Regions from separate parts of the Arachis hypogaea genome. Here region 2 is linked to region 1. Evidence: chromatin contacts called from public Hi-C data. All regions are on one chromosome and are shown on one strand. Each heading gives the region's core, a stretch centred on a gene start, on an enhancer-like site or on the middle of the called end of the contact. The rest is flanking DNA. Distances are from core to core; before and after follow the strand shown. Region 1 has its middle 7.4 kb from the start of LOC114927724. Region 2 holds the start of LOC112801224 (tyrosyl-DNA phosphodiesterase 1).

Region 1 (6,464 bases), core at 2,321-4,820:
TTAGTCAGAGTTTTAGCTATCACTTTATAAGAGTCATTACACAAACTAATTGGACGCATTTTCTTCAGATTGGTGACAGGTTCTACTTTTGGAATAAGCGTAATAATAGTTTTATTTATTTTCCCTACTTTATTAGGAGTAATAAAGAAACCCTTAATAAGCTTAACCAGATCCAAGCCAACTTTATCCCATTGATTTTGATTAAAGACTGCTTGAATGCCATCAATACCTAGCACTTTAAGACTTTCCATATTGAAAACTGACTCCTTAATCTCAGAGAAAGAAAACATATTACCTAAGGCATCCAGGTCCTCTTAAGGCAGTACCGGAAAAGAGTTTCTCAGAATAAATTCATAATTCAGGGTATCCTTCGAATATAGGCTGCACAAAAAAGTAGAGGCCATGTCCTCTAGGGCAGTTTTATCACTTACCCAGTTACCATCCGTGTCTTGGAGGCTGAACACCTTATTCCTTCTTCTTCTGGCAAGAGTAGTTGGTGCACGAAATTCTGATCTCAATGGCGCCAACAACTTGGTACGCACAATTGTAATCTCAACTCTTTTTCACAACTTCACACAACTAACCAACAAGTTCATTGGGTCGTCCAAGTAATAAACCTTACGTGAGTAAGGGTCGATCCCACGGAGATTGTCGGCTTGAAGCAAGCTATGGTCATCTTGTAAATCTCAGTCAGGCGGATTCAAATGGTTATGGAGTTTTGATAATTAAAAGATAAATAAACATAAAATAAAGATAGAGATACTTATGTAATTCATTGGTGGGAATTTCAGATAGGCGTATGGAGATGCGTTATTCCTTCTGAATCTCTGCTTTCCTACTGCCTTCATCCAATCATTCATACTCCTCTATGGCAAGCTGTATGCTGAGGATCACCGTTGTCAATGGCTACCGTCCGTCCTCTCAGTGAAAATGGTCCAGCTACGGGTTACGTAGGGCTAATCATCTGTCGGTTCTCACTTGTGTTGGAATAAGATCCAATGATCCTTTTGCATCTGTCACTACACCCAACATTCATGAGTTTGAAGCTCGTCACAGTCATCCCATCCCAGATCCTACTCGGAATACCACAAACAAGGTTTAAACTTTCTGGATCTCAGCCAGAAAATACCTGAAATCACAAAAAATATACAAACTCATAGTAAAGTCCAGAAATGTGAATTTTGCTTAAAAACTAGTAAAAATATACTAAAAAGTAGCTAAATCCTACTAAAAAGTATCTAAAAACAATGTCAAAAAGCATATAAATTATCCGCTCATCAGTAGTCCTATGAAAGTATTTAGTATTGCGATCTCCGAATTCGATCCACTTACATCTGGATTTCTAGAACCACATTACTTCTTCTTGAATAAGGATTTCGTCATATTCCCTCCAAAGAGAAACTTGTAAGTCTTGGAGAAAATTATTATTCTGGAGATTCATGCTAGTTGTATTCCCATTTAAACGCTTAATAATTCAGCTCTTCCTATTCATAATGTTCCCAAACACATTAAAATTCCAAGACTTTATTGATTTTTAAAACTAGAGAATGCAATCAGACCAAGAACCCACCAGATTCCAATTACTGCTGACCATGTTGGAGAAGTCGAGGTGAGTAAGTCAAGCGGCCATAAATCTGAAGGGTCTACGACCAGATTTAAAGCTGGGAAGGTGTTTAATAGAAGCATTCAGAAAATGGATTTGCCAATCCAAGTTGCAGAGTCCATGGTCTAATCGCTGAAACAAATCTCCCTTTTCCAGGTAAAAGGCCATCCAGAGAAATCCAGATCAAGAAGCCCAGTATCGAAAACACAGGATTGAAAATCCTCGCAAGCATTTCTACTATTTGATTAACCTCCCCTTCGCTCATGATTATAAAAAGTAGCATTGAAATCCCTGATCAGACACCAGGAAAGATCATTATCTAGATTCAGGTCACAAATATTATTCCATAGAGTTCTACAATTAATATTTTGGGGGCTAGCATAGATAGCAGAGAGTAACCAAGGTTTAGAATTTTCATATTGAACTTTCGTATTAACCATATGGTAATTATGACTAAGAATATCCACCCTCTAAAGATTAGCGTCCTAGAGGCACTAAATACTCCCAGAATGCCCTCTGGCCTCTTCAATGAAATATCCATCAAGTCCAAACTTCTCCCATACTGATTTACCATGGGAGCCATTTAAATGTGTTTCGACAAGAATAAAAAAACTAATCTTATACTTCTTTTGCAAGTCTTTGATGAGGCTGGAGAAAGCTATTCCTCCTGCTCCCCTGTAGTTCCAAGCTAAGATATTCATAAAAACGGCAAGAAAAAAGAGGAGGTCACAAGACCACAAATGCTTAATGTAGATCTTTAGCTATAGCACCTAGATTAGACGAGTTCATTATGTCTTGACTTTGTTCCTCAAGCTGAGGACTCCAATTTGGTGGTGAGGATTTCAATGGCTTATCCAGTAGGGGTTTTCTTTGTAGAATAGCTGACACCTTGTCCTCGTTGATGGTTCTCTTTGATGGAAGAAAACACTTTTTATCATAGTTGTTAGAACCAGACCAAACTAATTGGTTCGACCGATAAACTAAAAACATAGACGGTTCGATTTGTCTATCAAATTGTATAAGGAATAAAACCGGTCAAAAACAAGAAAAATCGTTAAAAACTGGACGCAAAATCCAAAACTAAAACAATAATTATTGTAAAAGTTGGGAATTGAACCCATCCCTATACAAAAAGAGGGAACTATTAACCACCAAGCTACCTTTTATATATGGTCCTTGTTTTGTTTTTATATTTCTATCATTTTTATTAATTCCATTTTAAGTGAGATTATATTAGTAAGTAATATTATATAAAATTTAATTTTTTTTCTCCTTTTTCATATAATAAATACTCTTTTTAGTTTTTTCAGTTTGTATCAAATTTAAATATTATAATAGTTGTAATACTAATTAATTTTATTTCTATCTTTGTATTAGTTATTTTTAAAATTTGAAACTTTATTATTCTTAAAATGTTAGTAAAAAATATGTATTTAAAATTTTAATTTTAGGTTTTTGATTATTTTATATTTTTTATTTACATAAAACCGAATCAACAGATTCAACTAGTGATCCACCAGTTGAACCAATAACCCAATAACATAGTAATCTGATCGGTTCGATCATTGATTCAGTTCTGAGAACTATGTTCTTTACCACGTGTGCCTCCATAAAATTCTCATTCTGAATAGTAAAATCTGCCATTTGATTTTTCTCCCTTTGAAGTCATCTCTTATTCCATCGCTATTGTTACAAGGTTTCTCGACATGAAAGAGCTAGGCTGGGACAGGGCCAGAGACTTCTTCATACTCACACCTTTCTTGTCTGTTTCTTTTAGATTGGGCTTAGTTAGTTTACTAGTTTTTGAGGCCCAAGGTTAAAGGAGACGTTTTTCTTTTATGCTTGAGGGTGTTTCCCTACACCTGGTTTGATAACCCTTTTCTGCAGTTTGTCCAACGGACCCATTATCTTTATTTACCACCAGCTTATCAACATGGGCCTGAATGGAGAGCCCATCATCTTTCAATTGCGGTTTTACTGGCCCAGTATGCATAGGGTTGTTCTGGCCTTCTGGGCAACATTGCCTTCATTAGTGTCCCCCAGGATTTCCTCCTCCTTATCATCAAATAATACATTAAATCTTGATCCAATTTCCATGATTTATTACTGTTATTATAAAAACTTTCCTTATTTGTTCCAAGACCCATGGTTTGATTGATTTATCTTTTAACGTGATGTGTCTTCTCTGGTTTTCTTTTTGGTTCTTTTGGACCATCATCCAAGGACTGAAATTAGGGAGATTTGGATTGTTACCAGGACTATTGTTGCGCACTCAATCACCCATAATCTTCTCTTGCCTTTCCTTATTAGCGGCATTAACGTCTCCATTGAAAAACACCTGTTTTCCGTTCGCCACCTCCGCTCGATAGTCTTCTTCAATAACCGGTACCTCTTCACATGACTCCGACCAGTGTCCATAGACCCCGCAATTGAAACAAGTGAGATGAAGGCCTTCATATTCGAGGTTTAGAGTGCTTCTCAATACACAAATTCTCAGGATCAATTTCTTTGATAAGTTAATTTTCACCAAAATCCTTGCCAAACATCCCTTCGAATGAGTCGACGTAGCTCTATCAACTTTTAGCATAGTTTCAATGGTTGATAATATTAATTTTATTTTATTTTTTGTCCAATTTCTATTTAAACGTTGTTCCATAATTCTTAAATAAATTCTTTTTTCGAGAATTTTGACAACGAAAGCAGCATGCCAGAAATTACACCATTCATTAAACTCCTCTTTTAAAACTTTTATTTCCGTACATGAATCAAAAAGGTGTATCCTTTTTCGATAAGTCATCGTTTTCTTTATACCACCAATCTTTTGGATCAGATTCTTCCTCCGTGATGCTTTCAAATAATACATTATTTTCTTCGCGCATCGAACTTGGAGCCACCAGGAGGCAGTGGTGGAGCTTAGTTCAGATAAGGGGGACCACGGTCCCCTCAAACTTTTTATAAAAAAATTAGTAGTATTTTTTTAAAAAATAAAAAATAATTCAATTGGTTTAAATACTTTACTATGACTTAAAGTACCCAATAAATTTAATAAACAACACTCTTTCTACCTTTAAGTTTAAATATAAAAAATTAGATATTTTTATTTATTTAATTTAATATTATTTTATATTTTACTATTTATTTAATTTAATTTTTTATATGATAAAAAATAATTGAATATTCAATAAATATTAATATTATTGTATTTGTATAAATTGATAAAAAAAATTCAATAAATATTATAAATTTTAATATTTGTTCTTCTAACTTCTTCTTTACATATTCTACAGGATATATATTTAAATTTTATTATAAAATAATAATGAAAAATTAAAGAATTGATGCATTTTTTAAGAGGAAGACTAATATTTAAGAAGGAGAACATATAATTTTTACAATATCAACATATGTAGATAGTTTTTCTACTTTAATGAATCGCGAAAAAAGTGAGATACAAGTTTTAAAAGTTCAAAAAGTTACATCTGATAAGTTTGACCTTAATTTTTTGGAACGAGACCCTGAAAAATAGCTTTAAATTTGGCAATATCACCAAAACCAGAGAAATGAGATTAGACGAGTTTATCTTAAATGGAGTCCATATAAAAAGCATTTTGACAATTATCTTCTATGTGCCCCCCAAAATTTTATTCCAAGTTCCGCCACTGCCAGGAGGGATAACTTTGGCTTCATGACCATCTCCGCGGCATGATTAGCAAGTATTTCCATGTCATCTCCCGGCTAGTTAAGATTAACATCTCGCGCCTTGACCTTCTTAATACTACATTGGATGAGGTCCATCACTTGGTTGGGAACTCTAGAAGAGTTATCAGAGAGGTGTTTGCATTTTTCAAAAGTATAAGCATTTTGTTTTGTATTTGGCAAATAAAAGCTTATGTGCTTATATTTGTAGTTTTTAAAAGTTATTGGTACTTTTGAAAGCATCTAAGAAAAAGTTTTTTAAAGTTGGCATGTGCTTAACTGTACTGTTTATCAAAATTAAAAGTTTAATATAATCCGATACATTAATTAATATTCACATTTAATTCTTACATTAATGTTTATTATAGTATTTTTAAATTTTAAAACTATTTTACCAAATACACTTATTGTTGCTTATGCTTATTAAAAGTCATTTTTAATTTAATTTACTAAATACAGGTACTACAACTTTTAAAAAACTAACTTTTAAAAGCTAGTTTTTATAAGGTTTAATTGCTCTATTGGTCCCTATAATTTCGTAAAATTTTCAATTAGATCACTATACTTTTTTTTTCATTTTAATTGAATTCCTACACTAATTTTTTTTAATTAGGTCTCTCTTGCCGGTAATTGGCTTAATTGTATAGAGATCTAACTAAAAAAAAAAATTAGCGTGGAGACTCAAATAAAAAAAAAGTGTAAGAACCCATTTTAAAAAATAAATTGATGCAAGGACTCAATTAAAAAGAAAAAAAAGTATAAAAATCTAATTAAAAAATTTATAAAACTATAAAGACCAACAGAATAATTAAATCTTTTTATAAACTACTTTTGAAAATAAATTAATAAATTGATTTTAGAAAAATTGTCAGGAGTCATTTAATTTTTTTTCTATTTTTTATCATCTTTTTTATATATATTAGCTAAATTTATTGTATAAAAATTAAAAAAATATTAATAATTTTTAACTTTTTTACAAAAACTTTAGTACATAAGAGCAACTCCAATGCATAATTTAATTTTAATTTTATTTTGAATTTTATAAAATAATACATTATTTTACGTAATTATATGTTATAAATAATTATTGAAAATTAAATATAAAATTTATCACTCTAATATTTAATTTTAATTCAATTTAAATTTTATATTATTTTTAATTATT
Region 2 (6,464 bases), core at 1,271-3,770, 310 kb before region 1:
TTTTCTGCTAGTGAATATTTAACTTCCATAAGCCATATAAGTAGTCTGAAAAGCAACGAGTTTTCCAAATAAGCTAAGTTGAAAAACTCCAATGGCTACAGTGAAATTTCTAGAAGACAGTAAATGATAATAATTAATCAAAATCAAAGAGAATTTTTTGTTCTCTTTTTTCCAAAATATGAAGTAAAAATGGCATCGTGGATTTTTTGTAGAACAGAATATGATCAAATAAAATTTTTATCAAAATGTCAAGTAATTTCATGGAGCAACCAAGTGGTTCTTTAATTGCTATGAAATTTTAATTTTTCAGTAAAGGTATCAATTCTACTACATCAATTGATCAGGACAATTTTTCAGATGAGACTATCTTTCAGTAATAGCAGTATAATATAAATAAGTACCTTCAGCATACTGAGATATTCAACCAGGTCATTTTCAAATACAGATCCCTTGCTTAGACTGTTTTGATCTTTCCATGGAAAATCTTGCATCCACAAACCTTGGGTTTTATTATTCCAATCTACATATATTAAGTTCGCTGTATGCACAATCACCCTTATCCCATGAGGATATACAAGAAACATGGCCTTTGAATGATGTGTCCCAAATGAAATTGGCAATGGTGGTTTGTGCAGAATCCAGTTGGTAGGTTTACTTCTCTAAATCACAGACGAGCCAAGTTAATATCTCATTTAAACATTCTTACAGATTCATCTTACAAATGGGTAATATAATTTCGATCTGAGACAAACCTTCAAATAATCAACCCTCCCATCACTCTCGCCATGAATAACTAACACATGGGGGACTTTCAAAAGCGCAGGACATGCTACACAGAGAAAACATAGAAAGCGAGAAACTTACAAAAATGAGATTAACGTGAAACCACTTCATTCAAAACGTACTCATGCGTTCACAAATTTTGGAATTCTGCTCCAGCCAATAGTGGTGCATAATAAAGAGATTATCATAAGTTAATAACTTAATATGCAAAATAAAATAATATAGTTTTCCTTCAAAAGGTATAAAAGAGACAGAGCATACCATGAGCTGAATCATTGGTGCCACACACGCTATAGACTATAAAGAGGCATGGAATTATATATATGCATGCAACGGAGAAAAGTGATGATACAGTTATTACTGGACAAAAAAGGACCAACCTCTCAATGTGTTAAATTTGGAGTGCAGTTTCAAGAACAAATGAAAGTCAGACAGCAAACAAGGCAAATTGGCAACACAAAGGGCAAGGAAAACACAAAGAGGTCCCGCAAATAACTCACCCGGAACCAACCAGTCAAGGTCTACCATGTAGTTGGAAAGGATGGCAACTAGAATATCCCCCTATCAATGGAAAGCATTGAAATTTATCAATAAGTAGTTCCAAATTTTTTGCCAGCTAACTATAATTATGTAATTGTGGTTCAATATATAGGTGTTTTCATGCACAAATACTCTTGAACCAGTGATTGAGAGTGTCAACACTGCCCTGCAGTAGTCAATTCATTATTTTATTACCTGAATAACATCATCTGTTGCAACACAAGAAGTATTTGCCCAAGGTGGTAGCTGCTGCACACGCAAAAGTCGAAAAGTGGAAGGTATTTTTTCAGAAGGGATATGGAAATTGCGAATAGCCTCTGCATTACTGTGTTCACCGGATTGAGAATGACCAGGCTTGCGTGCCGCTGCATTTCTTCCTTGCTCCTGACTGCAAGTCCCGTTCCCATCCTGAAAATCCACTCAACATAAAAGGAATTATTTCAACATCCCTAAAAAGAGAAAACTGATCGATTACTAGTTAATGGAAATCAATATTCTTATATGATCATGAAGAAAGTAGTGAAAACCTGCGAAAGGCTGTGGGAAGCTTCCTTGTTTGTGGTGCCAGTGCCAGCTGAAGGTGTATTATCAGTTTTGGTGGCACCCGAAACTTCATATTTGAAAAGATGGTGTCCGGGAATGAGCTCAAGTATATCACCATCAGAAATGGCAGCTTTCTCCTGAGAATTGAGCTTCCTTCTTTTGTTCCCGGAGTTAACAACGACTGGATTCGTACCCTCCTGCGTCAGCAACACGAACATGAAAAAAAAATGACGAATCCATGAAAGAAAAGTTAGTAGGAATAAGGAATACCACAAGCAGATGAGCAGATCCGTCGGAAGAAGCAGTTAAAGTGATGTGGTTACGGCTAAGCCTCTTGTCGGGAAGAGGAAGAGGAATGTTGGCGCGGCCAATGAGGTTAGTGCCATGGGAGATGGGTAACTTGGGAACTGAAGGGTTTTCCTCCAAATTATGATTCAGGGGAACCAAGTATCCAACCTCAGTCTTAGGGTGAGAAAGAGACATCAACGAAGCTGGCAACAGCATTTGGCCGATAAACCCTCAATCACTCAATAGACTTAGTATTGGCAGTGCAGGGCCGTCGTTGATCCCAACCCAGAACGCCTCGTCGTTCCTGTAAAACACTTTTTTGTAATCAAAAAACATTTTAAAAGTTTGAATGCATTAAGTTGTTAGAATTTTTTATTTCTAAGCATGACAATTTTAATAGTAAAAATAAAAATATTAAAAAAATAAAAAATTTTAAAAAAAATATAATTTATATTATTTTTTATTTAAAAAATATTTTAATATATTAAATAATTAAATAAATATTTTTATATTATTATATTTAAACATAATTGTTAAATAAAAATTATTTTTATATGAAATATTTAAATATAAAATTTAAGATTATAAAAATAAAATTAATTAATAAATCGATTGAATAACTAATTTAGTAATCCAACTGTAGTTAAACCGTGATCAAATTTAATTAAATATAATAAAATTATTAAAAAAAGTAAAATACAATAAAAAATTTAAATATTTATATTCAAAGAGAAGATTTATATAATAATAAAATTCAAAATCTTATAATTGTACGTAATAATTTATCTATATTTTATCGTTATTATTCACAAATTTGAATTCAAATATTAAAATTTATAAATTTTTTTTATTGTTTCAAGTTACAACACTCACAAAGTTAGCGGGTGAGGCGAGCAGCTACAACACAACAACATCCAAATCAAAACAAAACAACATTCCCAAAATAAATTAAACAAACTAATTCAAACTAAGCCATAACAAAACCACCGAAAAGAGAGATGGCATGTAGCCTCATCAATAACACATCATCGTATATACTAGCGTAATCACATATGCAGTTACACGAAATCTATTGTCAAAATTTTTAAATAAAAAATATTAAAATATAACTAAAATATCTTAAATAAAATTATATATTATATTAATATTCAGATAATAAAAAAACTATCACATTAGATGTATAATAATAATTCATAAAATTACATGTTTTTCTAACTATCAAGTGATAGTGATAAAATTTATCATAATGAATGATTTTTAGAGGCCAGCATATAATTTTACAAGAATTAAGACAAAAAATATTTATATGTATACCAAAGATTTTTTCAACCATTTCATTCACTCAAAAACAAAAACTGATTAAAAAAAAAATTTTTAACCCTTAATAAATTTGTCAAAAAATAACAACCATTAAATGCATGAAGTCAACATACTTTTTAATCAGATACAAACAATCAAATAAAAAAACGTCTTAAGCATTCTAATTTATATATGTTTTATTTTTTTGTTCATGTAATATATATTCTTTTATGTTGATTTTCTTAACCACAATGGCTCTTTAAATCTGTTGATAGTATAGACAAAAAAAAAACAAAAAAAATAAAGTAAATATGGCCAAGCTTATAACTGTGTTTTTTTTTTATTAAAATAAACAGTAAGAACTCAAATTAATCTTTAATTGTATAAAAAATTTAAAAATTTTAAATATTACATAATATTAAGTTTATATTTATTTTTATTTTAAATACTTGTATTTTAAATTTCTTGATAAAATATCTATTTAAGTTTATGTTTATTTTTTCTTCATGCATAATAGGAAGAATGAGTTTTTATTAATACTTAAGTAAAAAGAAAAAGTAAGTTCTAAAATTAAAAAATATGATAGGAATACTTCAAAAATAAATTACTATTTAGATTGTGATGTTAATAAAAAAACAATAAAATTTTTTTATGATACGGATTTCATAGTTTTGTTTTATATTATTAATTTATTGATTGATTTAATAAAAAAAATCATTTCTTATTAGTATTTGTAAATATCTTCCATATTTTAATGAAAGGGGATGTTTCTATAAAGTTGTAGAAAATGTCTTTTTTTTAAAGATATTTTGTAATAATCAAAATTTAACACATATAATTACTTAAATTATGTTATTTTTGTCAAAATTAAGTCAGACAAATTAATTTAACTGAAAAATAGTGAATCAAATTTTGAATTTGTCTAAATTAATATTATTCTTTATAAAAAATGACTACAATATTTCTATTATATAAAAAAACTAAAATACTCTTATTATATATATTAATTTTAAAAATCCTAAATTCTAGTCCTTTTCTTTTCTATCGTTATAGACTTAGAATTATATATATATATATATATATATATATATATATATAATATAATATAATAGAGATATTTTAGTTATGTTTTATAATAGAGATATTGTAATAATTTTTTATAAAAAATATTAATTTATACTAGTTTAAAATTTAATTTATTAATTTTTTGTTAAACTAATTTGTTTAGTCTAATTTTAATAAAAATAATATAATTTAATTAATTATATATTAAATTTTAATTTTTTAAAAAAATATCTTTAAAAAAACATTTTTAATATTTTTATCTAAATAACTCCCTAAAACTACAAATAAATAACAACAACAAAATAGAGAGCGGATGGAATGCAAGACTCATTTAGCAAGACTGCAATTTGAATGAAGATACTCGATATATGAATAGAGGTGCCCACGTATATATTTCGTAGGCCCACTAATAAAAATCTTTTGGATCTAATAAAGCTGCCCCAAACCCAAATCCAAATCCCCAAATTCTTCATGAACATCATATATTATATCCTTTTTTCTCACTTAGAAATGAACTTTTACAATATCAATTCTCCTATTATTTATACATAGAAAATGCAATGCACTATTTCCAAAGTAAAAAGTGTTTTATTTCATATCAAATTTCAATGACCGTAAAAGTAATGTACTAAGTAAGTAATTTCCATGACAAGTTGATTTTACAATTTTTTTTTTACATTGTTATCTGAAATTTCTTTAGGTAATTTATTAATGAGACACCGTTTTTGAAATATTACTATGTTTTTTTCCCTTAATTCATAATCTAACATTGAAATATGTATGAACTTGGCTAAAGTCTTTACTTTAAAATTCTGAATCAATCCCTAATTTGAGTAAATCTATTTGTACGATTGCAACAATAATTTAGAAATAAATAACAATAATGGGACTGCAATGCAGATACTGGAAATGTCAATAAAGCACAAAAATTTAGTTCCAATACGTCCAATAACAAATAATGAGTTAACTTACCAGCATATAGAACAAGTCAAGTCGATATCAATTTTGATGAGCTAAATCTTAAAGTGGTCCTTAAAGTTACATTCGTGTTTTATAGTAGTTTTTAAATTTAATAGTTACTCAAAATAGTACCTGAAGTTACACTTCGGGACCCAGTATTATCCTTCCGGTATATTTCCTCCAGCTGGCGTGATCGGAAAGCTGATGTGGCTAAGTTGGTGACACCTGGGCAACGCTAACGGCTAGCTGAGGTGGATGAACGAATTTATTGGCTCAATTTGGTCCCTAATTCGAAGTTTAAAATCCCTAATTCCCAAATCTGAAGATCAATCTCCAGTGCCCTTCTCTTTTCTTTTGGTCTCTTCAGTTGGTTTCTCTTCACCATCTTGATACCCAAACGGCAATGGCTAGCGCAAGCAACGCTGCTGGGAGCTCGAACAACCCACGATCGTTTGGAATCATCATGAGAAGAATGAACAGAAACAGAGACTCGCGTTTGCCAGAATGGTGTAGATGCGGTTTGAGACCAGTGTTGCGATGGTCAACGACGGATTCTAATATAGGAAAACCGTTCGTGGGTTGCCCAAATTACAATGTAAGCGGTTGTTGTTGTTGTTTGCTGTAATTTTGGATATAAATTTGGTTGATTCTTTTACCTTGGTGCAGACTGTAGGCAAGAAGTGGTGTGATTTGTTTCTGTGGATTGATAAAATTCTTGAAGAAGATGTGATCACATGTGATGGTAGAGCAAGCCCTTCAATTGACAATGAAGAATGGAAGCTGAAGTTTCCTTGGAAATTTGGAAGATTAGAGTCTGAAGTTAGGGTTCTATTTATGCTGTTGGTTACAGTAGCTGTTCTTGTCTTAAAGTTAGATAGGCAGTTTGGCCAATTGTATTTGGGAAGAAACAAATGACTTATTCATGTTCTTGCTGTAGTTGTACCTGTTAGTTTGTTTGAAAGAAATGAAAATTAAGTGATTGAGAC

Evidence for each region. A called contact is a pair of places that touch in the nucleus more often than the background predicts.
Region 2: a Hi-C map of leaf shows a contact between it and region 1, with 2.2 times the contacts expected there. The contact joins the promoter of LOC112801224 here to the enhancer-like site in region 1. A contact is called at or near these places in 2 of 8 Hi-C or Micro-C datasets (leaf and an unstated tissue).

The regions. Positions count from the first base shown.
Region 1 is chr5:36,037,832-36,044,295 of arahy.Tifrunner.gnm2.J5K5, reverse strand. No RefSeq gene overlaps it. Among protein-coding and RNA genes, the nearest start is that of LOC114927724, 7.4 kb to the left of the region's middle. Within about 2 kb of position 3,570, at least 3 of the 3 cell types and tissues checked have open chromatin away from gene starts, as enhancers often do.
Region 2 is chr5:36,349,707-36,356,170 of arahy.Tifrunner.gnm2.J5K5, reverse strand. It overlaps LOC112801224 (tyrosyl-DNA phosphodiesterase 1), which reads right to left and starts at 2,520. Exons shown (of 15, transcript XR_003201802.3): 1 at 2,137-2,520; 2 at 1,851-2,063; 3 at 1,519-1,731; 4 at 1,284-1,344; 5 at 753-829; 6 at 402-659.